2 separate regions of the Mus musculus genome follow, and region 1 is linked to region 2. A link is a contact called in public Hi-C data. All regions are on one chromosome and are shown on one strand. Each heading gives the region's core, a stretch centred on a gene start, on an enhancer-like site or on the middle of the called end of the contact. The rest is flanking DNA. Distances are from core to core; before and after follow the strand shown. Region 1 overlaps Lrrfip2 (leucine rich repeat (in FLII) interacting protein 2). Region 2 overlaps Gm10030 (predicted gene 10030).

Evidence for each region. Hi-C and Micro-C count contacts between places; a contact is called where the count stands out from the background.
Region 1: a contact with region 2 is called in a Hi-C map of uterus, with 4 times the contacts expected there. The contact joins two enhancer-like sites. A contact is called at or near these places in 5 of 39 promoter capture datasets (the HPC-7 cell line, embryonic stem cells, hematopoietic stem and progenitor cells and 1 more), 2 of 484 Hi-C or Micro-C datasets (bone marrow-derived dendritic cells and uterus) and 3 of 9 other capture datasets (adipose tissue, liver and pancreatic islet).

Annotation. Positions count from the first base shown.
Region 1 is chr9:111,166,721-111,171,978 of GRCm38.p6, forward strand. The region is part of intron 4 of Lrrfip2 (leucine rich repeat (in FLII) interacting protein 2); the gene reads left to right. Among named protein-coding and RNA genes, the nearest start is that of Lrrfip2, 51 kb to the left of the region's middle. Within about 2 kb of position 3,916, at least 7 of the 459 cell types and tissues checked have an H3K27ac peak or open chromatin away from gene starts, as enhancers often do. A contact at or near this core is called in uterus, where this site is marked.
Region 2 is chr9:110,995,852-111,000,591 of GRCm38.p6, forward strand. The region is part of intron 2 of Gm10030 (predicted gene 10030); the gene reads left to right. Among named protein-coding and RNA genes, the nearest start is that of Rtp3, 8.5 kb to the left of the region's middle. Within about 2 kb of position 1,585, at least 49 of the 459 cell types and tissues checked have an H3K27ac peak or open chromatin away from gene starts, as enhancers often do. A contact at or near this core is called in uterus, where this site is marked.

The DNA of each region.
Region 1 (5,258 bases), core at 2,666-5,165, 170 kb after region 2:
GTGAAGAAGTCAACCTCTGTGCCTTCAGTTTTCTACTCCTGTCACGTGTTCTTATCTCCTGTGTTGAGCTCTCAGGGCCACAAGTAAATAACAAGTGTTTGGACATACTCACACCTGCTGAGATAAAACCGCTGCCTGCCATGCTTGTGTCTGCTTTCCACCCAAAGCAGCCAGCCATGCTCCCCACTCAGCTCTGGAACCACATGTCCAGACCTGCTTATCCTCAGAAGATGGTGCTGTGCTTTTGACTGGCTGCTTTTTCTCCTTTGCTGTGACAAACAATTACTTGTTCAGCGATTAATTATTGGTGTACTTTCTTCTTTCCCAGGAAGATTCAGAAAGGGCCAGGTACTCTCACCGGTCTGGTCACCGCCGTCCTTACCTGGTTTGTAGTAACATACAAGCTTGCCCATGGTGCAGTCCCTCATTGGCTTCATTCACTCACAAACCTGTAATATGTTTGCTTTTATTTTTATCAGGGAGTTGAGGATACATTGTCTCTTCGGAGCCTTGGCAGTCACAGGGTTGGTATTCTAAGTTGCTTACACTGAATAGCAAAGCTTTTAACCTTGAGCTTCCTTCAGCATTAGTGATTATCTAAGCAATCTGACAATATCCATTTATACTTCTGCCTTTAACAATAAGCGGGAAATGCTGGCAAGGCTCTTTAGTGGAAAGAGATGCTTTCTCTCAAATTATTGCTAGAAGTGAATCAATTCTAAAATCTTAGCTATTTTTATCTTAACAGAGGTCCCTTCTCAATTTCTACAGAAATATCTTTGATTTTTTAAAAAATATCACAAAATGGTAAGGTTGAGTTTTATAAAATAACATCTGCTTTGTCCTAATTTTTAGTTTTTTTTTCTCTTCTCACATCTTAAACTGGCAATCTATTAAATGAGCAATAGCTTTGGGGCTTGCCTGATTATTTACATTTATAATGATATGAAACTATTGATTTGAAAATTTTTCTTGCCATATGTGTAAGAATTATGCTTTGACATTTTGATTGACACTGTGTAATGTGCCAGCCTTTAGTGTAGATTGCTGTAATTGAGTGTGGTTTGTCACCTAAAGTCCTGTGTGCTGTGCTGCAGCACGGCTTGTCCCTTCTTAGAGAACTGTGCCGTAAGACATGTGTTGTATTTTATGTTATTTATGGTTTTTATCAGTAAAGTCATCTTTCATATTAAGGAGTGTATCTGTTCCAATTCTGTTCTTCTTCCTACTATATATAAAAATGGACTAGTTAAGCTATTCCAACATACCAGGTATTAACACATTCATATTTGTAAACACTTCATTATACTCTAATACATTGTTTTCTTTTGTCAGATGTAATCTATTGTGTTTTTAGAATAACTTTACACACTGGTTTTAAGTCATAACTGCTCTCTTTAGTTACAAATTTTAGAATTGTTTTAGAGTATTTTCAAGTTTTTAAATAAGATTATTAGTGACTTAAATGTGGCATTATAGGTGGTTGGAAAGCTGGCTCAGCAGTTAAAAAGTGCTTGCTGCCTTTGTAGAGGACCTTGGTTCAATTCTTATCATCCACATGACTGCAGCTCACATTTATAACTCCAGATCTAGGGCATCTAATGCCATCTTCTGGCCTCTGCAGGCACCAGGGATACACACTGTACACATACATACACACAGGTAAAACACTTTACAATTTTTTATATGTATGAATTTTTTTTTTTCAAAAAATGAATGCATTTGTTGTATTTCCTACTAGAGGGAGTTTTTCCTTCCTCTTTGAATTACTTTAAAAAGATTCCACTGAAGTCCACCAAAGTTTCAAAGTTGAGAGTCAGGGGCTATAAAGTGTTCCCCTCTTTTTGTAGTTAGTTTCTTTGCTTTTATAATGCTCATAGTGTGAACTTTCACACCTTCCTTATTGAGCTGAGTAAATTTGCATATAAATTTGGGAAAGTTGGATCTTTAAGTTAGACCTAAGTTAGGGAACTTTAAGTCAAACCTCCAAAGTAAAGAAATCTGCAGTTAAACTGGTAAGGAGGAACTATTCGCCTCGAGTGGGTATAAAGCTACAATTTTAATAATAATAATTCTCTCTTCTCTCTTCTCTTCTTCTCCTCCTCCTTCTCTTCTTCCTCCTCCTCCGTCTCCTCCTTCCCCTTCTCTCTCTCTCTCTCTCTCTCTCTCTCTCTCTCTCTCTCTCTCTCTCTCTTTCTTTCTTTCTTTCTTTCATGGTAGCTGCATGTGTTTCCATGGGTAGAGGAAGACTCTTAGTGTTTTTAAAGTTAATCTATGAGGTCTAAAGATGTAACTTCAGTGGTAGAGTTCTCGACTAGCATGTGAGAGGACCTGGGCCCAAGCTCCACCACTGGATCACTGGCAGGAGGAACACTGTGCCTGAACCGAAAAGTTGTAAGGGAGGCTGCACTCTCTAGATATGTGTGCGCATATGCAACATATTTTACATGTATAGATTTCTACAAAATTAAGTCTGAATGCTCTGATAAGATAAATTGCATTTATTTTAAACAGTGTTTTTTGTTTTTGATCCCTCTGGGGATGGAGCCCACTTCCAAGTGCTCCTCCACGGAGGCTGAGCCCCACCCCCAGCCTTTGAGCTCATTCTCCCTGTTTGGTTTTAATTAGATGATACTAGAATTCCAACCATTTGCAGTTTCATGTGTTGTTTTGCTTTGGGGATTGGGTCCAGGGTATCTGGTCGGCCACTTAGTTGTCAGTAGCTCTGGACTATTGGCTGCAGATGACTACCATTCCCACTAATTGGAACATGTCAGACAACATGTGACCTGTGTAAAAAATAAATACTATGGTCTAAAATGGTGACCTAAATATTCTTGTGGTTTACCATGTAATTTAAAGGTTTCATTGTTTCTCTACCTGTTTTTTTTTTTTAAAAAGCTTAAGAGTTATATATTTTAAAAGACTCATAATGTCTACACATTTATTTGGTTTTGAAATGTTAGCAGTACCTGGATGTGGATCAGGTACACTTAATGGTTTTATGCTGCATTCCTGAGACTTTGAACTTTCCATTTGTCCAGTTTCAGAAATCACTCTATTGAAAGGTGCCCCTGACAGAACCTATATGGGTTGAAAATGCTATAGACATAAAGACTAAAGATAATAAGAACAAAAGAAACCTGAGACTGACTTCTGACTTGGGGGAGGGACTAGTACGTCAGAACCTTAGACTGCGAAATAGAGCTGTGTATGCCTGCTTGTTCCTGGGAGCAGACTGCTAATAACGTGGAGTTAATAAGCCAGGTAGATGCTTTACAACACTATAAATGATTGATTATTGTTTTGTGCACAAAATACAAGAAGACAATAGTAGAAATCTCAAATTAGGAAACAGAGTGATCTTGAATCCTAGGACAACCACCGTTCCTCATGGGTGGAGTTTGTACTGTTTAGTTACTGTTTATTTAGTTGTATGTTTCTGGCTTTGAAATAATTGTGAACTCAGTTTTTAAATTATTCTTTAAACTTGTCTTTTGTTATTTTAATACTACACTGTTTAATTTCACTGAAGAGTTCATCGAAGGATATTACTGGAACACACTGGAGCAGAGCCAGTACGCCCAAGAGGAGAGACATGATGGTGTGTAATTCTGAGATGTGTGGCCTTAGATTTTCATGCATATATTGTTGATTTTCAGTATTCTGGACATAGTAACAACAGGAATAGCCTGGTAAGACACGACGAGAGTTTCTGCTTTGTTTCCTTGTATAAACTTTAAAACAAGTTTCTCTTTTACATCTCTCTTTAGTGATAGAATGTTCAGACAGAAGCATCTTAGGGGAGGAGAGGGTTTATGTGGCTCGTATCTCCAGGTCACAGTCCATCAGTGAGAGAGGTCAGGGCAGGAACTCAAGCAGCAGCTTGGAGCAAAACCGTGGAGGAGTGCTGCTTGCTGGTTTGTGTACAGACACATGCTTAGCTGGCTTCTTTATAAACTCATGCTAGGGATGGTGCTGCCTGCCCTGGGCGGGGCTTCCCTCCCACATCCCTCTCCTTCCACCTCTCCCACCCCCTGTGTTCCTACAAGGCCATTGATCTAGGCAGTTTCCAATCAAGCCTTTCCTGTCAGATGACTATGGGCTATGTCAAGTTAACAAACTTTAGGAGAAATAGATTATAATAGCACACATAGAAGTGTTTTATCCAGTCCTTAATATTCCCAATTTTCCTTCTTTTGATAATTTTTAAGTGACATCACTACCAGCTGCCATTTATCAGATAAGGTGTGTGTGTGTGTGTGTGTGTCTGATTTCTCTGCTATATATATTCTGTAAATTTTTTTTTGTTGTTGTTTTTTGTTTTTTGAGACAGGGTTTCTCTGTATAGCCCTGGCTGTCCTGGAGCTCACTTTGTAGACCAGGCTGGCCTCGAACTCAGAAATCCGCCTGCCTCGCCTCCCAAGTGCTGGGATTAAAGGCGTGCGCCACCACGCCTGGCTTATATTCTGTAATTTTTAAAGCTAGCTGAATCCCACGTTATATTTTGAAAAAAGAAAAAATTGGAATAAATACTCTTGCTCCTGCATGTTGAAATACCCTGTCATCTACAGAGACCGTGAGAAGGAAGGCTTACCTTATTGGGGTAGGATAATTTATGTGTAAGAACATGCACTTTAACTGTATGTTTTGGTCATGGATTTTTTTTTCCCTAAAGAAATATTTTAATAGGAAAAATAAATAAATAAAACTTTTATAGAGAAGGGATTTGATTTTCAGAGAAATGTCACATACAACATTTTTAGTTAATTTATATCAGTGGTAAAATTAAGGTTTCTGCCATATATGTTCTAAATGACTATCTAAATAAATGCAAATAGACAGGTTTTGTTATATTTGAACTAGTATTTTAATATCATACTTAAGTTAGATTGTATATTTTTATCTTCTAGACTATTTTAAGCATTATAAAATTGTGATCTCCACCAGAAATATATTTTATTCCTTTACCTAGTCTGTTTATACAGATTTCTAGTTCTCTGTATGTATCATTGAAACATGTCTTAGAAAATTACATATAAAACTTATGTATCTATGTGTATGTATAATATATATGGTTTGTTTGTTTTTGAGATAAAGGCTCACTGAGTGGCTTAGGCTGGCCTTGATCTGGGTTTCCTACAGCCTCAGCCTACTTAGTGGGTGTTGGGATTACAGGTGCGTACCTAGTCTTATGAAATGATATTAACTCTCACAGGATGCATAACATCCTGTGATTTTTTTTTTCTCCTGTATTT
Region 2 (4,740 bases), core at 335-2,834:
CTTCAATACTGTACAGCGATGTGGAAGTGTGAGCAAAACAAACCCTTTCCTTTCCAACTTTTTTTGGTCGTGGTGTCTCATCGCAGCAGTAGAAACCCTAAGGAAGACTCTATTAGATTATAATCTAAAGTATAAAATAAATACACCAACCCATACAGATACAAAAGAAACAATAAGTGAGTAGAGGGTGAAGCTGCTCAGACATTAAGACTTGGGTTCAGCTCCCAGAGCTTTTGTAAAACTGGGGCTGGAGAGAGATTAAGAGGCTACTCTTCCAGAGGAACCCAGGTTCAATTCCCAACAGCCATGTGGCTGTAACCCTCATCCCCAGAGATCTGATACCCTCTTCTGGTTTCCCTGGCACTAGGCACATGTGTGGTACACAGACATACATGCAGGTAACACACTGACACACATAAGAAGAAGTGAATTTTAAAAAAAAGTGTGCAGTAGGGCCTGTCTGTAACACCAGGGCTGGAGAAACCCAGACAGCAGATTCCCCAAGTTCATTGGCAGTCAGTTTAATCTGGATGAGCTCCAGGCTCAGAAAGGAACTCTCTTTAAAAGAGAGAGAGAGAGAGAGAAATGAGATGAGATTAAGGTAGATGGTAGAAGCCAACTTCTATGCACACATATTGCACATGTACCTGCACACACTTGCACACCCATTAACCAGTATCATACACACACACACACACACACACACACACACACAAAGAAACAAACAACATTTCAAATATCATATCTGGTATCCCTGCAAGGAGGTGAAGCTTGGTTTAGCCCCCCCTCTTTCTTTCTGTGTGGGATAGACTCACTTCACAGTGAGTTCCAGGACAGCCAAGGTTGTATAGAGAGACCCCTGTCTCAAAATAAACAAGCAAGCAAATAAACAGACAAAAGAATTAAAAATGAAAATCAGTAACTTCATAGTGAAACAAACAAACAAACAAACAAATAAACAAACCAAACAAGCCACCCAGTGACAAAGGTTACATCTCTTATATAGGAGGCACACACTCTCTGATGGGACGTGAAATAGGTGGGACTTCACTACCACCGAGCCATCTCTCCAGTCCACAGCTGGTTCAGTTTTAACCAGTAGGCCTTGCTAATAGGATGGTAACTCTAAGGGCTCCTGGATAAGGGGGAGGTATGGGGGAAGCTCCTATCTCACTTTGCAATGTTTCTGTAAAACTATGCCAAAACAAAAATATTTCTTTTAAGCGTGAGGGTTTGTGGTTGGGCACGATGGCACGCAACTTTAATTCCAGCTCTCAAGAGGCAGGGGCCAGGAGATCTTTGTGAATTTGAGGCCAGATAGAGCTATGTGGTAAGACTTTGACTCAATAAGCAAGCAAGCTAGCAAACAAGCAAAACAAAAACAAAAGCCAAACCGGTTGTTTGGGGACTGAGAAATTGGCTTTCCTGTTCAGGAAAGTTTCTGTGAATTGAGAGAAATAGTCTCTGCTGGGTCTGACTAGGCCATAATGAAGTCAACAGATACACAGCCAGACTTGTTGCCATCAGTGGGAACAGAGAACACGGAAGTTACAAGCTCATACCTCTAGAGGGCGCTTTGGTCCTAACCATGCGGCTGAGCTGGGCTCCCTGTACCCCTGGCGGACTTTGAAGGAATTGTGGCTATTGGCCTAGAAGTTACCCACATAACCAAGTCTTCTCAGGCCCTTTCAGCTCAGATACTTGTGATTCTAGGTCTGGGGTAGGGTGAGCTCACTGTGGGAAGCCAAATTCTGACACTCCTTTCCTTCCAGAGCTGGTTCAAAGTTCCTAGTTCTCCCCTTTCTGGTTTCTTCTCTCAGGATGGCCGTAGGCCTTAGAAGATTCTGAGGCAAGTTCTCGGGGCCATTGGCTCTTGTAGGTTCTCTGTGTTCTTTCCAGGGGAGGTGCACGGCGATTAGGTGACTTTCTGACATCGTCCTAGCTGCAGTTCATTCTGTGACCCCCGTTCTCTTTCTGGGAGAAATGAGAGTGTAGTGTAGGCCAAGGAACCTCCTCACACAATAGCCATAGCTCAGCCCTGACGCACCCCAGCAGCCAGGCCAGGCCTCAGTGGTGGGCCAGGCTAGGCCTCGGTTTCTATAACTGGCAGATGGGAGCTATACAGTCAGTGCAGCACCAACTATCAGTACTCCCCTAGTGAAGCCTGAACTCCAAGCTTTAAAACACGGGTAGCAGCAGAGCCAGCCAATGTGAGCAGGCTCTGTGAAGAGAAAGGGAGGAAGGGGAGAGTTTGGCTTGAGGCTTCTAGGGCTGCTGCTACCTAGCTGTGTGGAAGACTGACATTTTCCCTGGGGGCCACTCCAGACCCTCTGTCTGCCGGTTCCTCCCGAGCCTTGACGTGACTTCAGTGGCCCTGTGACCGGCATTAAGGGAGCACATATCCTCCTTGATGCTATCAGGAGGCTTTAAACTGCTACAGGTCTTGCTCTCTGTCACTGGTGTGTTGGGAACCTTCCCCCTGCTCCTTCCCTTGATTACTGGGAACTCCTTAAGCAGCCACACACCTCACAGTTGGCTTGAGCTACAAGCATACTGAGTTTGAGGAGGGCAAGGCTTAGAGTCCAGTCAACAGTTGTGTGTGTGTGTGGTATATGTGTGTGTGTGTACGTGTGTGTGGTGTGTATGTATGTGTGTGTGTGGTGTGGTGTATGTGTGGTGTGTGTGTGTGTCTGGGATTTGTGTGTGCATGCACACGTATGTGCGAGCGTGTGTGCATGTGAGTGTGGGTACTTGGAGGTAGTTAGAAATCTATCCTGAGGGCCGTTCCTCAGGAGCCAGCCCTGTGGTTTTTGCATGCTACATGTCTGGCTTGTAAAGTGGGTCCTAAGGGACTCACAGGGTTCTTGTGCTTCCATGGCACCAGTTGCTGACTGAGACATGTCACCAGCCCGCAACCAGGAGATCCTACTTCTAACTGCATGCCTCAGAGCCTTCTAGCCAGGCTGTCCCCTGAGCTCTGACTACTACCTTTCCTGATTCTCACAACTCTAGCTTGGACTCTGTACTGTGGCCCAATTCTTCCAGACCTTAATCAACCTTCCTTCCGGGAAGGAGGAAGGCTCCCTCTCCTGTCACCATGCAGGGACTGGCTATGTCACCGAGACCCAAAAGAAGAGATTGCCAAGGAGGGACATCACTCTGGGGCCGGGCTTCTGAGTCCTGTGACCAGCTGTCAGCCCCTGAGGGAAAGACCCAGGGCAGAGGATGGCTGAGAGGTCTGAGAAGAAGTTAAGTGGCCTCAGCTCTCAGCAGGCACCAGGAATGTTTTGGCTCATTCTCTTCATTTCTGTGTTCCTCTGCTGGGGGCCTTCAGTGTTCTTGTTTCTTCAAGCACAGCTAATCTTGACCACTGACTGGCAGTCTGGGGCTCCCAGATCATAAGGGCTGAGAGGCTGGTGGAACATTCTGGGCTCTTTCTGGCACCGCCTACCTGGCAGAGACATACCAGTCTTCAGGGTGGGGTGTGGAGAGAGGAGAGGTTGGGTTGGGTGGCTTTTTTTCTTTGCTTTCAGCCTTGGTCTCAAGAGTTGTGAGGTTTGGGGGATAGTCACAGGACTTCCTCTTGAGGCGGCTGAGAGAGAATGGGTCTTGCCCTCTGAGTATTCGGATTGGCATTCCTCATAGGCAAGGCTCAGAAGATGTTTCTCAAACATCCTGCTTCCTTTTTTGCTTCCTTCTCTCTTTGGGTTCCAGCTCAGATTCCTGGCCTGTGGTGACTGGGTGGGCCACAGACATTGAATACCAAGCCCTTGGAACCCTTCTGCCATTCTGTTACCTGGCGTTCCTTCCCTCTTTAGCCACGGGCAAGCTTGGCATTGGAGGGAGACACTCCCACTTCAGGGAAAGACTTATGAGTTCAGGAGGACAAGAGGAGGTCATTTCATAATGTCAAAGTCTTTCCTCTGTTGGCTTTTATAAGCAAACTTTTATATCTACGTGTAATATACATCTGAAACCACACACAGTTAAAGTTTCTGCAGATCGGCGAATTCCCGCAAAATGAACAATAACCATGTAATAACACCCCAAGTCAAGAAAAACAGATGTGAACAAAGCAAAACAATGTTATTATTCCCCGACTCCGCCCACCCCTGTCAATCATCTTCCGGCTCCTCCTTCCCAGAGAGGTGGTGATAAAAGAGCTGGCCTCTGCCAAGCCTTGCGCCCCTTGACCTTCCCGTACTTGCATTCCTGTGGCTCTTGAGGCTGCCCGAGTCTATTGTAGGGCGGGAAAATAACAATGCGAAGTTGTTTATCTGTTCCCAGGTCAGTGGCTACCTGTGTCTATGGTTGGCAGTCAGGCAACTCAGGGAGTTTTCACACCACAGGAATTGGCAAATGCTACAAATTGACTGGTTTTATTTTTTTTCATTGACTGTCTAGTGCTAGACTTCAGAAAGCAATGGAGCAAATACCCATAACGGAGATTATATTTATGAGTGTGTTTTTTTCTTTAGCTGTGGCATTGTGAAATGAAGAAAGGGTTCTGTGTGGCTCAGGAAATCTTCCGTGTCCGATGAGTGATGTTCTGAGGTGCCTGGTCTTGCTTCTCTTCCCTTACTCTTTAACATAAGTACGGATTTTTAGCTGGGTAGTGGTGGCCCACGCCTTTAACCCCAGCACTCCAGTGCCAGCGGCAAGCCTGGTCTACAGAGAAAGCCTGCCTCTAAAAAACAAACAAACAAAAACAAGAAACGAGAAGCAAAACAAAACAAACAA